Linked DNA regions of Mus musculus: regions 2, 3 and 4 are each linked to region 1. The links are chromatin contacts, called in public Hi-C and HiChIP or PLAC-seq maps. All regions are on one chromosome and are shown on one strand. The core of a region is the stretch at or near the end of the contact, and the rest is flanking DNA. Distances in the headings are between cores, read along the strand shown. Region 1 has its middle 140 kb from the start of Gm25633. Region 2 has its middle 9.5 kb from the start of Gm25633. Region 3 has its middle 110 kb from the start of 2310003N18Rik. Region 4 overlaps Ncam1 (neural cell adhesion molecule 1).

Region 1 (2,700 bases), core at 10-2,509:
CTGGGACCAAAACAAAACAATGACCAGGCAGTCAGAACCATTCAGCTGTTAGCAGAGAGGGAAAAAAAAATGTCAGTGGAAGAGAAAATGGCCTTACAACAGACACCGGAGGTCAGGTCCAGAACTCAGGTCATGCCATGAGGCTGTCAGTCCACACTCTGGTGGGGGAAGAGACATCTGAGCTTTCTCAGGTCATCCGCCTTTGGAAGTGCTCAGAATGGGTTCTGGCGTTGACTGGTGGCTGGCCGTCCTTCTCCCCCTGCTTTTCCAGGGTATGTAGGAATGCTTTTGTCTGTCCTCCAAGGGCATGGATGCTTCTGCTTCTTACTACCTGCTGCTGCCTCCCCCAGTTCTCTTCTGTACCTTTGCCTTTGCTGGATGGGTACCCTGTATCATTGAGTAAGAGTAAGCCAGTTCACAGCCTGACACTCCACTCATCCCTATGGCTTCTCTTGGTTTTGTTTCTCTGGGTTTGGCAGACCAGTTCAAGGGTGGAGACTATTTCCCACACTGTGAATGCTTTCTGGCCAGCCTTTAGGATTTGAGGGACCAGAGAATGAAGAGTTTCACCCTCAATTCCCATCTAGAATCTTTACCTCAACCTCCATAACCAGGAAGAAGTAGATGGTTCCACCCTTGAATCAGCCTAACCAACCCCCACATCACCAAATACTTTTGCAGGTTCCCAGCCCCCAGAGGTCAACCATTAATCACCCCAGAGAAGCCTGTTGCAGGGTTTGTAATGGAAATGACTCCGTCGCCATGGCAACTCTGGCTGGCCAGGGCAGGAGCTTCTCTTGGCTGCCTGGTCTTTCTGGGTCTTAGGTTTATTTACAAGCTGTGAGTTGCCTTCTGGTAAGAATGAAGAGAAGTTCTATCATGTGAGGCCTGTGTGGAAAAGGCAGAGGGTAACCATGTAAGCCTAAACTAGACATTCAAACCTGAGTCACTTGTTCGGTGAAAGAAGAGAGTTTTCACCATATCACCACCCAACTCCTTCTCAGTCTATCAAAAATGTCACAGACTAGCAAAACTGTGCATTTGGACTCTGAAGTGACTGGACGTAGTTTCAGGCTTTCCCTGCCGCTTATCACTGTGTGATTTGGGGTCAATTACTAAAACACTCATCTTCAGATTCCATCTCTCCACCCAGGATAGCAGCACCCATTCACTGAGCAACATTCAGAATTAACTACAGCAATTCTATAGTGAGAGAGAGAGGCAAGCCTTCTCTGCAAGGGGCCAGGCAGTAAATCTCCACAGGCCATATGGACTCAATTGCAGCTGCTCAGCTCTGCCCTTGTAGCCTGAAAGCAAAGTGCGGCGGAGCCCCATGGCAACTCGGATTGCTGGCTCGTCGGTGGCCTTTGTTGGATTGCCAGGAACGAACACGCATGAGTTCTAGAAAGGTACTATGTGCATAGATGATGTACATAAATGGCCACCACAGGACAGCAAGGACACATAGAGACACAGCAACCAAGGGATGAGAGGCCAGGGCTGGTCACAGTCTTGGCTCTGACAGGCTCCGTGGCCACCACTTATGTCTCCAGAGAAGCTGGCATGTACAAAGGGCCATATGGCACACTGAGCTGGGAGTTAGTTGTCCTCTTCATCTGGGGCCCCTCCCAAGAGGCTTGCTGGATAAGAGAGGAGGGTATGTGAACACATAATCCACTCCGAATAGTCAGGATTACACCAACCTGGCCACTGAGACTCTCTGAGACTCTCCAAGCTACAAATGCTACAGATTTTGTAGTGTGCTGTGTCCACTGGTTCCAAAGAGCCTATCAGTAGAGATGGGCCAAACCTATCCTGCCCTACTAGCTCCCAACAGCCTCTTTTAAAGACATGAGATGCTGTTTTTGGAGCCAGGAGGCTAGGGACTTAAGGTCACCTCTCTGTCCTTTTAGAATAATTGTCCCAGGGCAATTACCTGATTTGAGTTAGCCCTCCTCTCTGAGGCTGAGGTTAATTGGCCTCATGTCTGAGCTGAGCAGCTGTTGTCACGGAAATGCCTCTGGAGGAAGAATGTCCTGTTGATCTGAAGGAGTCTGGGCCTTTTCTAGGCCATGATCACAAATGTGACTACAAGAAAATGCTTTTTCCAGGAGCTCGTGCCTCACTTTGTCTCTCTTTAAAATGGGTCTATCCCTTTTACATCCTCAGCCTTCATAAATGTGTTTGGAGAAGGAGAAGGCAGCCTTGTGGCATCTATGAGGACAGATGTCTTTATTTGGATGACACCATGCTTGTATCCCACAATCTCAGAATGCCTGGCATCTTTCCCTATCACCCCACTCATTCCCTGAGGGAGTACTTGTCACTGACAGCTTCTTTGCTGGGGAGGAAGGCTTCAGTCAGGCCCGAGCACCACCACATACGTGTGGATGGAATTAATGGTTCATGGAAGCTTCAGAGGCAACTTCTGCTCTAGGCTGCTTAACAAACCTTGAGAGTTGTCACAGAAGACAGGCGTGGCCCTGAGTTAAAGATGAGAAAAATGTCCATTATGTGACAGTATTCAACCTCATGCCTACTTCCTCCCATTTCTGGGCTCATCTCTCTCATCCTTGTGTCCCACAAGCATCCCCTTTAAAAACCTCTGGCTTCTTTGTATTGTATCACTCTCTGAGTCTCAAGAAAATTTGTTTTGGAGGAGCAATGAGAAAGCAATTATCAAGCAATGAGAGAGAGGAC
Region 2 (2,700 bases), core at 64-2,563, 150 kb before region 1:
ACTGTGAGTGTGTATACGAAGTAGGTAGATAGATAGATAGATAGATAGATAGATAGATAGATAGATAGATAGATAGATAGATAATAGATAGAAAGATAAATAGTAGATAGATGATAAATGGTAGATAGATAATAGAAAGACAAATAGTAGATGATAGATGAATGATAGATGATAGATAGAAAGATAGATGATAGGTAGATAGATAGTAGATAGATAGATAATAGATAGAAAGATAAATAGTAGATAGATGATAAATGATAGATAGATAATAGATAGAAAGACAAATAGTAGATGATAAATGAATGATAGATGATAGAAAGATAGATGATAGATATATAGATAGTAGATAGATAGATAGATAGATAGTAGATAGAACTTTTTCTAGTTAAGTGTTTGCACTATTGGTAATTTATTAAATATTGTTCATTTTGGTTTTGTAAATTTATGTCTTCATATAGCTCAGGTATGCCTGCAATATCTTGCAATCCTGCAAGGTCTCGTGGGAGTTGAGATTCGTGGCGATGTTCTGCTGTTTGCTGCAGTTGAGTGTAGCCTATAGTGTTGAGCTGTGGATGAATTAACGGTCTGTGAAGAAAAACATCAGGTTCATTTACGATCACTTCTTTTTTAAGCTGAGGAGGAGGTTTGCACTGATCTTTTTTCATGTTTTTTCTTCTTCCTGTCACCCCTCCCACCTCAGAATGGAACAAGGACCCCGCACTGCCTGGGGTACTGGGTCTCAATACACTTTTCTGTGCTTCATTCTCTTCCCATCAAACTACCGCTAATTTCTCACTGTGTTCTGGCTTAGATTCTCCATTAAGGTCAAATTGTCCCCTCCTGCTCCTCCACACATGCCCTGCTCATTCATTCAGTTCCTGAAAAGGGCATTTATTGAATATTTGTTTTGTGGGCCAGGCTGGAAGGTAGAGCCTGAAGAGAAAATAGTGTGCAGTTTTTGTCTTCATGGAGCTTGGAGTCCAGGGTGTGAGGATGGAAAGACAGCCCATAATCAAATAATCACAGTAATGCACTGCATACCCAGGAGGGCCTAAGAAGGAAATCACTGTGCGTGTGTGTGTTTGGGGATGGAATGTGCATTGATGGAGAGGTCAAGGACAGAGTCTCAGAGGCCAGCTGGGCTGCTCATTGGGCATTTGCCAAGTGAACAAGTGGGGAGAGGGTATTTTGAGCAGAGGGAACATTCTGTACAAAGGAATGTTGTATCGGCTCATATTGCTAGTCTGTGGCTGCTAAACTCTGATTCATCCTCCTTTCAGACAAGCAACATAGTTCTTTAAGTCTAAGAGGAAACTTAGAGATGATTCAGCCCGTCCCCCTCACTTCACAGATGTGAAACCTGAGCTCTAATGTACTGAGCTATGATGGATCCAGCTTTGACCCATGGCCAATACCCCAGCAGGAATGTTCGAGCCATTCAACATATTGAGCACCAACCGGGGGGCGGGGGTAGATAGCATGAACGGTGCGCCAGCGAACTGCATCTAGACTGCTTTTCTTCCTGCGGGAATGTGTGTCTCTATGGACATAGCCAGAGATTAAAAGCAGTTCCGTGTCAGAGGATCTAAGTAGGTCTTGACACTCTGCCTGGTGACCTTGAAAAGGTTACCCTTGCTCACTGATCCTAAGTTTCCTGTTATGTGAGTCAGCATACTAATTGGACCTTCTTCATGGGTTTGTTATAAGGATTAAGTGTGATAACATTTGCAAGGCACGGGCACTCAATAAATCCCAGGGTTCGGTAATAAAGCTTTAATACGGTACAGGGAAGTTAAGAGATGGCGGAGCCCATAGTCAAATTAAAAAGAGTTGTATGACTAATTAATTAACATTTCAATTCCAAGGTCTTTACCTGATCAAAAATTAGCATATAATTCCTTGAGAATCCCAGTTCTTTCAACCCTGTGTCAGGCCAAATTTAAATGGAGAGTCTTTCCCCCCTAAGGTCCAGTAACCTCCCACACTCTAATGAATGCTAATTACTCTATTAGTATCATGCAATCTTTAAAACTGATAGGTCTGAATTGTGTCCTAGAAATCAAGTGTTCCAGAAGAAAAGGGAGCTTCCTGATCGTATGTGTTACACTCTCCAGCCATTTGTCTTGAGATTCGTGTCACTAGGATCTGTGGGAAACTGTGAGATCCCACTATCGTGGGACCCACTATGGTGTCCCACTATTTGAAGCAATGTGAAGGAAAAGATAGCTTCCATACTACTAAGAGGAACACGAATGAACAAAGAAGATGGGTGATAGCTGTGGTTTTAGGTAAAACAAAACAAAACAAAACAAAACAACAACCGCAACAAAAAACTTGAAAATATCATCCTTCAAGAGGGATGGGCTGTTCTCTAGGTAGCCAATGCTTCCCGGCATTGGTGGTTCCAGAAGATGTGAGATCCACTATCTTCATTCTGTAGATGAGACATTTGACACAGCTGGAAAGCAGACTGAGTCTGGTACTTCTTCTATACTATATACTATATACTATGTACTATGTACTATGTACTATGTACTATGTACTTTATACTATATACTATGTACTATGTACTTTATACCATATACTATGTACTATGAACTCTGTACTTTGTACTATATACTATATACTTTAAACTATACACTATATTATATACAATATATATATATTTATATTATACTAATCAGCCATCTAAATGTGCGT
Region 3 (2,700 bases), core at 153-2,652, 160 kb after region 1:
AGAAAGATGGTTGGTGGCATGGATTCTGTTGGAGTTAAGACAGGTGTTGGGCTATAAAGCAGAAATCAGCAACCAATTGATTATTGACCTAGGGTTGGGGCAAGGCTCCAAGATTGAGGTTCTGGGGGGAAACTGGCCCAATGAACAGTGCTGGGGGGGGGGGGGGAGATCCAAGAGCTGATTGCTTTTCTACCCCTGGAGCTCTGATAATTCCTTGCTGAACCTAGGTGGTCTAGCCTGCAGAGTGCAGTGAAGGCCACAGGCTTCTACCAGATCTTCCAAGCTCCACTCAGAGATGGGAAGTTCTAATAAAACACAAATCCTGATTCTCATTGGCTCGAGGACTGCGAAAGCCTGAGTGCACAGGGGACAAGCTATTATTGCTGGCAAAGGACTGTGCTGAGTCAGGCAGGGAAGCTAATAAGAGTCTACACACCAGGAGCCTCCAAATTCCCTCAATTTGGAGCCAGCTTCTTAGAGAGACAAAGTTGAAAGAGAGATACAAATATAGGGCCTGTGGTTTAATGGAGACTTTTTATTTATTTATGAATGCAACTGAATGAGAAGTATTGCAAAATACAAACATCAGATTATCTTCTCTTACATACTTAGTGGATAAAAATATAATGACATGAAATCCATTCTGTCCCAGGAAATTGGAGATAGACGGAGGTAATACCCATAGACCATCAAGAGGGAAAAAAAGCTATCTTGTGGTGTCATTAATTAAGCAGAGCATAAATATTTATTGATCATTACTATGTGCAAAACATTGCAGTAGGGGCTGTGTAAGATTTGAAAAGAATTAAAGGAGGCCTCCTGTGCATAGAGTTTTCTAAGCCAATGGTAGGGGAAGAGAGGGAAAAGGTGAAAAGCAATACTCATTAACCCTGCGGTTTCTGCCTGTGTTACCTGGACACCTTACGTCCACAGAAGGTCATTATGTTTACCTGTGCAGCAGACTGGAAGTGCTGGGAAATAACCCCTCCCCCTAGAAGCAGCCTTCCACCAACCACTCAACCCCGTTGCTACATAAATATCTCAGCCCTTTTGCCCCACAGGTGGGATAATTTTGAGCCATGGGGCTTTGTACCTTTTCCAAGCGTTCCCTCGTGGGATTAAGCTCTGGTCAACTGCTGTGCTGGTGGCTTAATAACTCAGCCTTTCTTCCTCCCCCTTCCCTCCCGTGGACTTCTCAAATAAATGATCTGCCCTTGAATCTCTGGTTCCAGAAGAAGGGTCTGAAGAGAAAGCAGAAAAAGACAAGTGGGGAAAGAAGAAGAAATGCTGCTGCGTCTGAGGACACAAACAAGACAGCCACCAGCTGCGTACTCTGAGACCCATCCCTGCGTCTAAGGCCTTTTCTACTCTGCTGATTGTTTAGCATTACAATGGTGGGGATGGGCAAGGCATCTGTGAGAGATCTGCAGTCAGCCTGACAGGAAGCCAGCTCCCATCCTCCAGCACATCACTCTCAGCTTTGTGGCCACTCAGTCATACTTCTCTTACTGCCCCACACCCCTCTGCTAGGTAGACTGCGCTCCCACTGGCTCACTATATAAAGGTGATGGGTGTGTCTGTTGAGTGGAAGGCATGAACCTAGTGGAGAAGATGCCAACAGGCCAAGGACAGCTCAAGGTTAGCTTTAAACGGAAGGAAGGATACAGCTTTACTGGGGGTTCAGAGGGAGGAGGGAGGGGATGAGTCCAGCAGTCTAATGGGAGGATAGAGATGTATGAATTCAGATTCAATGAAATCATGCTGTTGCATTGTGACTATCCATACTCCAAGAACCTTCCCCTTAGAGGGCAATGCTCCCCTCTGTGGATAGTATTAGTGTGGGTCTCTGCCCTGTCACCCACAGAGTTAGCATATGACTATCCTTGCTTCACCTCGCTGTGTTCCAATTGCAAACCCCCAGAATCTAACATCCAGCCCATGACAGTCAGTCAAACTCAGGCTCCTCGCAGGCTTCTCACGTCACTGAATGTACTTCAAAGGTAAACTCTATTACTGCATAACAAATTATTCCCAAAAGTGTGGCTTAAAATAACAACAAAAATAGTTATGTTGGGTTTGGTTTGGCATTTGGAAGCCCCTTGGCTGTGAGGTTCTGGCTCAGGACTTCTCACAAGGCTGCAGTCATGGTGTAAGACCTGCAGTTACCAGAAGGCATGGCTGGAGATGAGGACCATGCCCACATGATGTACTCACATGATTTGAAGCAAGAGCTTGTATTTTTATCACTATTGGCAGGACATGCCAGTTCCCCTACACACGGACTTTCCACAGGACACATTTTGAGTGGCAGTATTGCCTAATGGCTTGCATTTCCTCAAATCAAATTATATATAAACAGAAATAAGGTAACCCACAGTGTCTTTTAGACCCTGGAAAGTCATACACTATCACTTCCACAATATGCTGTTAGTCACAGGCATCTCCAACTCAATACAGGCAGGAAGCATCAAAGAGTGTAAGAACCAAGGCCAAACACCAGGAAGGATTTTGGAAGCTTGCTATCACGGTCATTCATGGACATTCAACTCCCTAGCACCAATGTCCTACGGTAGTCAGAGGCTGTGGTCATGGAAGCATCAGGGTGGATGCACACTGATACTGATCTCCAGTAACTTGTTGGGTTCTTCTCATTTTCTAAGCCTGCTCCTCCAGTCTCCTGTGAGTTCTTTTGGCTCTCAC
Region 4 (2,700 bases), core at 113-2,612, 230 kb before region 1:
GTGTGTGTGTGTGTGTGTGTGTGTGAGAGAGAGAGAGAGAGAGAGAGAGAGAGAGAGAGAGAGAGAGAGGCAGGCGTACAATTACTTAAGAAGACAACAAAACAAACTGCTTAGCATTCTTAGCACTGGGGCTGGGGCTGAGAGGCAGTACCTCCCAAGCATGTTGAAGCTTATTAGGTATCATCTACAACACCACAGAAAGGAAAATGAAAGTAACTCAAACCTCTTCCCACCACCAGGACACACTAAACCTGAGGTTACATTGTCCTATTCTGTCAACGGCAATCATGTACATTCACATAGACCCCAGACCGAACCTTTAAAGAAACCAAGCCAAATCTTGAAGAAACCAGGATAAGTTACAAACCTGATCTTCAACAATTGCAAATTCTAAGTCTCAGGGGCTTCCCGCGCCTTAGGGATGTTGAATGATATCAAACAAATTATGTCGACAACACTAACAATCTCAGGGCTGCAATGTGAAAACTTGGCTGGACAGGAGTCTTTGAAATTGTCCGGAAAAAAAAATCAGTGGGATTGATTTTTTAAGAGCATTTTTCTGGGGGATCCGCTAGGATTGCATGTTACAACCCTGCAAAACACAGAGATGGCCAACAGAATACACATTAATTCACAAAAGGGCCGCAAGAGAACAGAGTAATTTATACGACAGCAGAGTTGCAAAATCTCAGAAAAGATCACGCAGAATATTTGTGGGACACAAGGCTACCTCTCTATCTTTTCAATTCAAGACTAGAGGGTTGTACTGTGGGAAAAGGGCAAGAAGCAATTAAGCATACACACATTCATAATAGAAAATAGGAAATTACAAGTATCAAATGTATAACAGTATATTAGCATTAGGAGCATATGTGTACCTGGGTAAGCGTTTTTTGGCCTCCCAAGTAGTTAACATCATATAGTTTTATCATTATCATCGCCCATTTATTATTATTGGTGGTGGTATTGCACCAATATAAGAAAAGAGCCTCTCAAAAAGCCTGCCTCATCAAATGTCCCAGGGATCTAGAAAAGCATCTTTCTTTAAGAAGGCGGCTCCTGCAAGGTGCTAGGTACCCAGCCTCGGGTTTTGTTTGCCTTAAACTCATGGGAGCTTTTCAATTCTCCAGAGAACGGCCTCTGTTCTTTCCTCAGAGTTCATGAAAAGAATGTGTCCCTTTTCATTGAAGGTGAAGGGAAACTAAACCCGAAGTGAGGTCACAAGTGATAAACTCCTTCATTCTGTCCCCATATGGAATCCTGAAGCCAGGCCCCTCTCAACCCCATCCCATCTGCATGTCTGCTGCTGAGTTTCAAAATAACAACTAAGGCAGTGTTGCGGTTGCTAGGGAGACAATGACGACACCCACTACTACCATCACGAGGACAATAGCTACTACTTCTGTTGCCATTACTCCGGGGTATGGTGTGGAACAGGACTCTGCTCAGCTCGGCCTCCCGCAGTAAGCCCACAGCAGTACCCGTCACTCAGGAAATAGCCTATTTCAGATTCCGGGCTCATCCCAGGGCTGCAATTATTGCTCCTAATTCTAAAGCCAGAAGCAGTGATGTGTCTGAATTCCAGGGAGATGACTGAGTGGAAATGTTCACATCTGATCACCTCTCACCTACAAATTACTGTGTATGCCGATCTGGCAATTACCTCAAAAGTAATAGCAAAATCCATGCAATCATATTCCTTATTATGCTTGCTTTGAATTACAAGAGGCAAGAACCTACCTACAGAAAATTTACAGAGGGAAGAAAATGGCTTTCTGTCACCATTTTAATTTTAAATCAAAGCATCTCATTTGGCAAACTCTTTTTTTTCTTCAGTTTTTGAAAGATGTTGCTGATAAACCAGCTAAGAATAAGAAAACCATTAGCAAGTTTCTTCTTACAGAGGAACAAACTTTTACTGCACAGAAAACAAACCCTCAGTTTCCTCAATTTTGTTCCACTCAATCCCAACAGCTAGAACATGACCATTCCCAACACCTCTTACTGGGAAACAGCAATGTGACACATGGAATACAGAACAGCGTGGGATAGAGTTGAATCCTAAAAGAAAGGCAGCATGGGTGTGGTCACCAAGCTCCTTTTTCTGCTTCTGCAGGAAAGAATAGAACATTACCCAGCCTTCCTAACAGAGCACTAAAAAAGCAATGTGGATGCAGGTGAGCTAAACCACATCTCTAAGACTTCACATAGGTTGGCTGACAAGATGCAAGGGATTGTGGGAAACACAGAGGATGCAGAAGAGAGGAGGATGGGATCCTTGAATGGTAGTAGTAAGAAGCGGAACTTGCTGCACATGCAGGGCACAGTAAGCACCAGAGATCTAAGCGGGGGCTTGTTTGGGCAGATAACACAGCTTACCCAAACACACACAGAGCCTAGGAATCAATCCTAGCATCTATTATTTTCATGGAAGTTCGAGAGGTTACTCAGTCTATGACTCAAATTTCGATGTATTTGTTATTACAGCTAAGTCGTCATCATTTGTAGATTCTATACATACATAAGCAAACCCATTAAAATATAGGCATCACCTCCCAAATTGATCCCACCAAAGCCCTTTGGGTCATGCACAGAGCAGTGTCTAAATCCCACATTCCCAGCAGAGGTCAAACCAGGCAAGGCCCTGCCTTGCTGCCTCAGCTCCTAAACTGTAAACAAGCCTCCCTTTCATGCTCTATT

What was found. Hi-C and Micro-C count contacts between places; a contact is called where the count stands out from the background. HiChIP or PLAC-seq counts read pairs in DNA pulled down with a chosen protein or histone mark.
Region 2: a Hi-C map of muscle stem cells shows a contact between it and region 1, with 2.3 times the contacts expected there. The contact joins two enhancer-like sites. A contact is called at or near these places in 6 of 39 promoter capture datasets (the 3T3-L1 cell line, 3T3-L1-derived adipocytes, the SN4741 cell line and 2 more), 1 of 15 datasets of contacts at CTCF or cohesin (the NIH/3T3 cell line) and 4 of 484 Hi-C or Micro-C datasets (the N1E-115 cell line, cerebellar granule neurons, muscle stem cells and 1 more).
Region 3: a contact with region 1 is called in an H3K27ac HiChIP or PLAC-seq map of embryonic stem cells, with 2.4 times the contacts expected there. The contact joins two enhancer-like sites. A contact is called at or near these places in 1 of 15 datasets of contacts at CTCF or cohesin (the NIH/3T3 cell line), 1 of 484 Hi-C or Micro-C datasets (uterus) and 4 of 115 datasets of contacts at active chromatin or transcription factors (differentiating embryonic stem cells, embryonic stem cells, oligodendrocyte precursor cells and 1 more).
Region 4: an H3K27ac HiChIP or PLAC-seq map of embryonic stem cells shows a contact between it and region 1, with 3 times the contacts expected there. The contact joins two enhancer-like sites. A contact is called at or near these places in 1 of 484 Hi-C or Micro-C datasets (rod photoreceptor), 1 of 115 datasets of contacts at active chromatin or transcription factors (embryonic stem cells) and 1 of 9 other capture datasets (embryonic stem cells).

What each region holds. Positions count from the first base shown.
Region 1 is chr9:49,961,407-49,964,106 of GRCm38.p6, forward strand. No RefSeq gene overlaps it. Among named protein-coding and RNA genes, the nearest start is that of Gm25633, 140 kb to the left of the region's middle. Within about 2 kb of position 1,260, at least 75 of the 459 cell types and tissues checked have an H3K27ac peak or open chromatin away from gene starts, as enhancers often do. A contact at or near this core is called in the N1E-115 cell line, differentiating embryonic stem cells, embryonic stem cells and 2 more, where this site is marked.
Region 2 is chr9:49,815,123-49,817,822 of GRCm38.p6, forward strand. No RefSeq gene overlaps it. Among named protein-coding and RNA genes, the nearest start is that of Gm25633, 9.5 kb to the right of the region's middle. Within about 2 kb of position 1,314, at least 40 of the 459 cell types and tissues checked have an H3K27ac peak or open chromatin away from gene starts, as enhancers often do. A contact at or near this core is called in the N1E-115 cell line and muscle stem cells, where this site is marked.
Region 3 is chr9:50,123,004-50,125,703 of GRCm38.p6, forward strand. No RefSeq gene overlaps it. Among named protein-coding and RNA genes, the nearest start is that of 2310003N18Rik, 110 kb to the right of the region's middle. Within about 2 kb of position 1,403, at least 15 of the 459 cell types and tissues checked have an H3K27ac peak or open chromatin away from gene starts, as enhancers often do. A contact at or near this core is called in differentiating embryonic stem cells and embryonic stem cells, where this site is marked.
Region 4 is chr9:49,726,994-49,729,693 of GRCm38.p6, forward strand. The region is part of intron 1 of Ncam1 (neural cell adhesion molecule 1); the gene reads right to left. Among named protein-coding and RNA genes, the nearest start is that of Ncam1, 71 kb to the right of the region's middle. Within about 2 kb of position 1,363, at least 57 of the 459 cell types and tissues checked have an H3K27ac peak or open chromatin away from gene starts, as enhancers often do. A contact at or near this core is called in embryonic stem cells and rod photoreceptor, where this site is marked.